Regions from separate parts of the Mus musculus genome. Here region 2 is linked to region 1. A link is a contact called in public Hi-C data. All regions are on one chromosome and are shown on one strand. Each heading gives the region's core, a stretch centred on a gene start, on an enhancer-like site or on the middle of the called end of the contact. The rest is flanking DNA. Distances are from core to core; before and after follow the strand shown. Region 1 has its middle 49 kb from the start of Akr1c14. Region 2 holds the start of Akr1c14 (aldo-keto reductase family 1, member C14).

Evidence for each region. Hi-C and Micro-C count contacts between places; a contact is called where the count stands out from the background.
Region 2: a Hi-C map of liver shows a contact between it and region 1, with 2.9 times the contacts expected there. The contact joins the promoter of Akr1c14 here to the enhancer-like site in region 1. A contact is called at or near these places in 6 of 484 Hi-C or Micro-C datasets (liver, nephron progenitors and uterus), 1 of 115 datasets of contacts at active chromatin or transcription factors (liver) and 2 of 9 other capture datasets (adipose tissue and pancreatic islet).

Annotation. Positions count from the first base shown.
Region 1 is chr13:4,008,875-4,012,998 of GRCm38.p6, reverse strand. No RefSeq gene overlaps it. Among named protein-coding and RNA genes, the nearest start is that of Akr1c14, 49 kb to the left of the region's middle. Within about 2 kb of position 2,003, at least 2 of the 459 cell types and tissues checked have an H3K27ac peak or open chromatin away from gene starts, as enhancers often do. A contact at or near this core is called in liver, where this site is marked.
Region 2 is chr13:4,057,338-4,061,461 of GRCm38.p6, reverse strand. It overlaps Akr1c14 (aldo-keto reductase family 1, member C14), which reads right to left and starts at 1,871. Exons shown (of 9, transcript NM_134072.2): 1 at 1,747-1,871. The coding sequence starts at 1,830.

The DNA.
Region 1 (4,124 bases), core at 754-3,253:
AATGAATTTATGAAATTCTTAGGCAAATGGGTGGATCTGGAGGATATCATCCTGAGTGAGATAACTCAATCACAAAAGAACTCACATGATATGTACTCACTGATACATGGATAGTAGCCCAGAAACTTAGAATACCCAACATACAATTTGCAAAACACATGAAACTCAAGAAGAAGAAAGACCAAAGTGTGGATACTTCGTCCCTCCTTAGAATTGGGAACAAAATACCCATCGAAGGAGTTACAGAGACAAAGTTTGGAGCTGAGAGAGAAGGAAGGACCATCCAGAGACTGCCCCACCCAGGAAATCCATCCCATAATCAGCCACCAAATTCAGACACTATTACATATGCCAACAAGATTTTGCTGACATGTCCCTGATATAGCTGTCTCTTGTGAGGCTATGCCAGTGCCTGGCAAATACAGAAGTGGATGCTCACAGTCATCTATTGGATGGAACACAGGGCCTCCAATGGAGGAGCTAGAGAAAGTACCCAAGGAGCTGAAGGGGTCTGTAACCCTGTAGGAGGAACTACAATATGAACTAACCAGTACCCCCTGAGCTCATGTCTCTAGCTGCATATATAGCAAAAGATGGCCTAGTCAGCCATCATTGGAAGGAAAGGCCCTTGGTCTTGCAAAGATTATATGCCCCAGTACAGGGGAATGCCAGGTCCAGGAAGAGGGAGTGGGTGGGTTGGGGAGCAGGTTGCAGGGAGGGTATAGTGGACTTTCGGGATAGCATTTGAAAGGCAACTGAAGAAAATATCTAATAAAAAATTGTTAAAAAAAAAAAAAGTATTGACCATTTAAGAACTATTACTCCCACCAGCCTATGTCACAGACAGGAAAACTGAAGCCTATGTCACTGACAAATCAGGGTGTTTTGTCCCAGGTGGCACAGACAATGACTACAGATAAAATTAGAATGCCCTCCATCTCTAAGCACCTTGTCAGTCACTAGATGAGCAGGGCAGGCTGTGAGCAAAACAGCTCTACTGAGCTTCTTACTCTGAGGCTTTCTAAAAATGCAAAGCACTGTGTGGTACTTGTCTTCCAGGTGCTTTGTCATCCAAAACAAAACAGAGGACTCTGATGTGCAACAAGCTCAACAACAGTCATCTCTCATATATGTCAGAGCCCTTGCACAGATGGATAACATTACTCGATGTTTTCTTTTGTGATATTTGATGACGATGGCTTGATTGGTTAGCTTTGAGACAGAATCTCATACAGACCAGGCTGGCCTCAAAATCACTCTTGAATACCTGATCCTTCTCCCTTTACCTCCCAAGTGCTAGGATTACAGGCTTATACCACCACCATGACAGGTTTATATAGTTCTGGAGACTGAGCCCCATGTTCATACATGCTGGGTAAACACTCTACCAACCAAGTTATAGCCCAAGCTCAAACTTCTGCTTTGAACAGTGTCTGACTCAACAACACATAAGAAGGAATTTGCTTATCACGTAGCAGTTGTAACCAGAATACTGAATTCTGGTTCATCCTCATCACTAATAAAGTGGTCCTAATATAGAACCATGGAACTGGCCCAGGGAGATGGCTCAGCAAGTAAATGAGCTTGCCACCCAGAGTGGCAATCTGAGTTCAGTCCACGAAACCCATACAGTAGAAGGAAGAAGTCATGAAGTTCAAAAAAACAAAAAAGTAGGGCGTGGGTCATGGGAAGCATTGCAGAGGAAGTATGAGATGAATACTATCTAAATACATTGCACACAAGTGTGAAATTACCAAAGAATATGCAATTATTAAAAAGAGCAATAGAGCAGGGCAACAAATAGGCAGAACCACACCTCTCCTGCTGCTCCTCCAGATCCCCTCAGTCTCATCTCCAACTGTAGCAGAAAACCTGCTGCAGTCTCCATTTCCTCTCTGACATCACCCTCAATAAATAACAAATATCTTCTCCCCAAAGTCACCCAATTATGCCAACCTCACAACACAAGCAGGCATACCTTGGGAACACACCAGCGAAACAGGCCAGGAAAACAGATCCACAGAAAATGTTTAGCAAGCCACACATAGTCAACACACTTTCCCAAAGTCCAAAGATCAAAACACTCACCGAACAGAGAAAAAAACTAGATTTTTATTGCCCAGACTCCCAATCCCAGATACCTAAATGTCAGCATAAAAACGCAATTAATAACAATCAAGACAGTACGTCTCTACTGGAGCCCAGCTTTCCTACCTCAGCAGGCACCTAATATTCAAACATAGCTGAAACCCAAGGAAAAGACCTAACAATAACTTGTATAAAGATAATATAGACCCTTGAAGAAACCCAGGAAAAGACAAACAATGCAAGGAACAGAATAAAACTGTGCAAGACCTGAATGTGGATATAGAATCAATGCTGGAAATTTAAAAATTGGGAATTTGAACAGGGACTACAGAGGCAAGCATCACCAATAGAATACAAGAAATGGAACAATCTCAGGTGTTGAATATACAATAGAAAAAATGGGTACATTGGTCAAAGAAAATGTTAAATCTAAAAATTTCCTGACACAAAACATCCAGGAGACCTGGCACAGTATGAAAAGACCAAATCTAAGAATAGTAAGAATAGAGCAAAAATAAGAAACCCAGCTCAAAGGCCCAGAAAATATTTTCAAAGTCATAGAAGAAAATATTCCTAACCAAAAGAAGGAGATGTCTATAAAAGTATAAGATGCATATGGATTGGACCAGGAAAGAAAGTACCTTTATATATAATAATCAAAACACTTAACATACAGAAAGAAAGAAATAATATTAGCAGTTACAAGGGGAAAGGACCAAGTAACACCAAAGGCATACTTATTAGAATTACATCTGACCTCTCAGTGGAGATTTTAAAACTAGAAAGGCCTAACAAATGTGCTATAGACTCTAAGAGACCACAGGTCCCAGACCAGAATACTATTATACTCAGCCAAACTCTCAGTCACCATACATGGAGAAAATAAGATATTCCATGATAAAACAAAATTTAAACTCTATGTATCTACAAATCCAGTCCTACAGAAAATGATATACTGCATACACACACCATAAAAATAAGAGTAATCAACACATTGGTCATTGAAATGTCTTAATAGTAATGGTCTCAATTCCCCCAATAAAAAGACACAGACAAAGATAATGGATGCAGAAACAGGACTCGTGATTTTGCTGCATTCAAGAAACACACTTCAATCTCAAAGATAAACATTATCTCAAGATAAAGGATTCAAAAATGATATTCAAAACAAATGGACCTAAGAAACAAGTTGGTATAGCCATTTTAATATCTCACTTCAAACCAAAACTAATCAAAATGGATAGGGAAAGATACTACATACTCATCAAAGAAAACAAAATTCACCAAGATGACAATTTCAATTTTTAACATCTATTCCCTAAACACAAGGGCACCCACCTCTGTAAAAGAAACACTACTATAGCTTAAATCACATATTGACCCTCACACACAGATAGGACAAGATTTCAACACCCTACTCTCACCAATAAACAAGTCATCTAGACAAAAACCAGAGAAATACTGGAGTTAACAGACATTGTATATCAAATGTGTCTAACAGATGTTTACAGATATTTCACTCAAACACCAACGGATAAACATTTTTCTCTGTACCTCATGAAACTTTCTCCAAAACTGACCACCTACTCTGATACAAAGCAAGTCTCAACAGATACAAGAATTTTGAAATAATTCCCAGCATCCTATCAGATCACTGTGGGTTAAAGCTGGATATCAACAACAGAAAGCTTACAAACTCATGGAAACTGAACAACTCTCTATGAAAAAAAAAATGGGTCAATGAAGAAATAAAGAAAGAACTTAAAGACCTCCTAGAATTTAATGGAAATGAATACACAGCATACTCAAACTTGTGGGACACAATGAAAGCAGTTCTAAGAGGAAAGTTCATAGTATCTTCAAAAATAATAGAACAAATCACACCCAAAAGGAGTAGAAATAATCAAGCTCAGGGCTGGAATCAATAAAATAGAAAAGAGAACAATACAAATAATTAATGAAACAAAGAGCTGGTTCTTGAGAAAATCGAAACAATTGACAAACCTAGAGAGAATATTCAAAATAATAAAATCAAA
Region 2 (4,124 bases), core at 622-3,121, 49 kb before region 1:
AATACAAATAAAAGGAAATAATAATGCTGTGAATTACTAGTAGGTTTACATGAACTGGCAAATGTCATAAGGAAATACCTATTTACATAAATATTTGTTCTGGTTCTATTGTGAGAGAAAACATCTTAGGAATAAAGCACACATTATCTTACTGGATAAAATTGTCTCTAATACTCTTGGGTTTGGTGAGGCAGTTTTAACTTCACCATCGCTTTTTGTTGTTGAAATTGTTGTTTTCAGTTCAAAGTAAAAATTCAGTACTTAGATATTGTTCTATATGCCTAATTTACATGTATGTTCCATAACTTTAAGAAATTTGACTTGTGGAAAGTAAAACAAAAATGAGTCTGCTTTAAATACTACCTGGATCTGATTCATCTTACCAACAAAGACAATAACAAGAATGAAGATGAGTTATAAAATTTTTCTAATTTTTCTATTTTTGTTATTTGTGCACATGCACATGAGAGAGAGAGAGAGAGAGAGAGAGAGAGCATGTTTTTGTGTGTGATCTGAATATCTAAGGAAGTCCTGTGTGTACCTTTTCTCTTCTGCCCTGTGAGCCCAGGGACCAATCAGACTCAATTCATCAAAGGCCCGACAAAATGTTTCAGGAATTGTTTTCTCTAATGTATTCAATCTACGTAAAATAGTATAATTTAGTTTTCCATTTAAAAACACTATTTTATCTTAAGTGTTTTGCCAGCCTGCATGTCTATGTTGCCTGGTGTCAGCAGAGACAAGAAGAGGATTTTGAATCTCCTGGACCTGGAATTACAGACAGTTGTAAGCCACCATGAGGGTGCCAGGACTTGAACCTAGTTCCTCTGCCACAGGAGCCAGTGCTCTTAACCACTGAGCTCAAACACTGAGTTCCAGTTTACACAACGCAGCCCTGCCCTTCTCTAAACTGTACTGACTCCTACAGATTTACTGAAACTAGAGCTGCTGTGATATCTTTGCTCCTTACCTCTCTTTCAAGCATGCATGCTAAGTAAAAATTCTTATCAGAAGAGGTCAAAGTATCTCTATGATCATGTCTTCTGCATGAGAAAATTGCGACTTAAGCTTGCAGTGCCAGTCTTTGCCACGCACTGAGTAAGTAACCAGAGGATGAGATCAGAATGAAAACATTTCCCCAGGAAAACCTCCTGTTGTATTTTGATTCAAATGTCATGAATGGGATCATGGAGCAAGGATTTAGAGTTGCTTTGTTAAATTATAATTAACCCCAAAAATAGTGTTCTATTTTCTTTTTAGGTAAATGCTTCTAAAGTGAAAGTAGGAAAGAAATTCTACTTCAGTGCAGGTCTGAAGTTTGTGCTGTGGACTCAGACTCTGCTCTTTGTCTGATCATTTGTCATAAACTCCAATAAGTTCTACTACAAATTTGTTTTCTGGCTTCTGAGAGGAATAGTTATTTGAAGCACAGAAAGAAAAAAAAATCCATGTCACTAATCCTTTTGTAATCAATTCAAAGCACAGCAGTAGTACTGATTGGTTTTCATTTACTGTAAAATAGACTGAAACTAAAGGAGAAACAGAGCAGAGCCCAGAATAAACAATATTGTCCACATGATAAGTCTCCAAGGAACAGTAACAAGTCTGACTCCTCTATTACACATGAATAGCTGTAATCTGCAGACCTGATGTCTAATGTGAGCCTGAAGCAAACAGGAGCAAATCTAAAAGCACATCCTTGATCTCTTCTCCTATAAACTCTTAAGCCCAAGACACAACTCTTACCTTATCGGGCACAGTGGTTCCAAACCCCAGTGCAGGGATGAAGTGACCATCGTTTAGTACCACACGTGGGGATACAGAATTCATAGCTTGTTACTCATGCAACCACGCAGGTCTTGAGACTTCTGTTTTCACAGGATAAACGCCAGGAAAATTGCTACAGCTCCTTAAATATCTCCTGGAAAGTTAAACAATGGCATGTGGGAGGAGCCAGCTTAAAGCAATAGTCCAGAGACAAAAACTGGAGGCTGTCTGCATGTGTATGAGAGTGAACTCCAATAAATCAAGAAAGCATGAAAATGAAACCATGAATTTCTTGTAGAAGAAAAGGTTCTGTTCACAGTCCATGCTTAATTGTGTAAATTGTTAAGGGGAAACTGATGGACAGCAATCAATCACAGGTTACCTAGAAAGTAACTTCAGCTACTGGGCTCTGGTTTTCATTTGAAAAGAGTATCTCTTCTTTACTTTCTAAACAGTAAAAGTCTCATTGTGACATTTCCACCCAGACACAATGTTTCTTGATCAAGCTTACCCACTGCCCCTCCTGTTCCCTCTCTGGCCCCCTAAATAGTCTCTTCTCCTTTTATGTCTTTTTTCAAAAACCAAACACCATCTGTGGGGAACACACAAGCTATTTGCCTTTCTGAGTTGGGGATTTTATGTTTAACAAGATGATTTTCACCTAGTCCATTCGTTTTGGTGCAAATGATATGATTTTGTCTGTCCTAAATAAAGCTCTGTTGCAGGAAATATTTAAAAAATGAACTGGCACGTTCCTACTCTTGTGCCTCTGCCCCAGCGGCCTGGCTGACCATGCACTGGTGGGCAACAGCCAGCCTGTTTCTATCTTGTGGAGACTGACTCAAAACTCCACAATCTCTCCACCCAGCTCTCGGGTTCCCACTGGCAGTTGCTACCACGCCAACCCCGTGCTTCAAATCCCCCATGCCTTTGTGGTGCACATCTGGCAATCCCATGCTTTGCCACCATACCTTTCTTGAACCCATATGAGCCACCGAGTGAAGGAAAACGCAACACAAACTCAGTTCAGAAACAATGGTAACTCAATCTCTGGGTGCAACAACTAAAACCTAATCTTGTAAACTAGCCAGCCTGGTTTACAGAGTGAGTTCCAGGACAGCCAAGGCTACACAGAGAAACCCTGTCTCGAAAAACTAAAAAAAAAAAAAAAAAAAAAAAAAAAAGTAAAATCCAATTACTGGCTGAGATAAGAGCACTGACTGTTCTTCAGAAGGCTCAGTGTTAAAATCACAGCAACCACATGGTGGCTCACAACCACCTGTAACGAGATCTGATGCCCTCTTCTGGTGCACCTGAAGACAGCTACACTGTACTTATTTATAATAATAAATACATTTTTTTTTTAAAAAATCCAATTCCTTGCAAATTTGCCATGATACCAGAAACTCTAGCAACTACATCTTACCTGTCTGCTGTCCCATTCCAAAGAGGGTCTAACTCTCTCCTGCCACCTATTTTTGTCCATCCAACCCAGAAGTCCCTCCTACTTGCCCAGTGATTGGCTCCTTTATTCATTAGGAGACTGGTTCACAAGAAGCCACCTGAGCTTGAGACTCATTCCTCATTCCAGGCAGCCTCTCCCAGGAGAGCAGAATTAACATAAAATACAAGCAGCACAGAGCCATCCACAGCAAAACACTATCTTAAATAGATACCACACATGGCTTTACCCATTTCTCCATTGATTGGCACCTAGACTGATTCCATATCTTGGACATGGTGAATAGCACTTTTAAGACGCCCCGATGAATACTATAGTGGAAGTATAGTATAATAGTGCCCCAGGGAGTGGCACTATTAGAAGGTGTTGGAGAAGGCCCTGTTGGAGTAGGTGTGTTCCTGTTGGAGTAGGTGTGTCCCTGTTGGAGTAGGTGTGTCACTATGAACATGAACTTTAAGACCCTCATCCTAGCTGCCTAGAAGTCAGTATTCTGCTAGTAGTCTTCAGATGAAGATGGAGAACTCTCAGCAACTCCTGAACCATGCCTGCCTGGATGCTGCCATGTTCCCACCTTGATTATAATGGACTGAACCTCTGAACCTGTAAGTCAACCCCAATTAAATGTTGTCCTTTATAAGAGGTGCCATGGTCATGGTATCTGTTCACAGCAGTAAACCCCTAACTAAGACATATAGATGCTATTACTATACTGACTTTGATTCTCTTGAATCTATACGCGGAGCAGAATAGCTGGACCAAAAGAAAATTCTATGTTTTAGTTTTCTGAACCTAAGTTCATGCTGATTTCCATAATGGCTGAAGTAATTTACATTCTTACTAGCCATGTTGAAGGGCCCCACCATCTCCTTTCCTCAAACAATATTTGTTGGTTCTT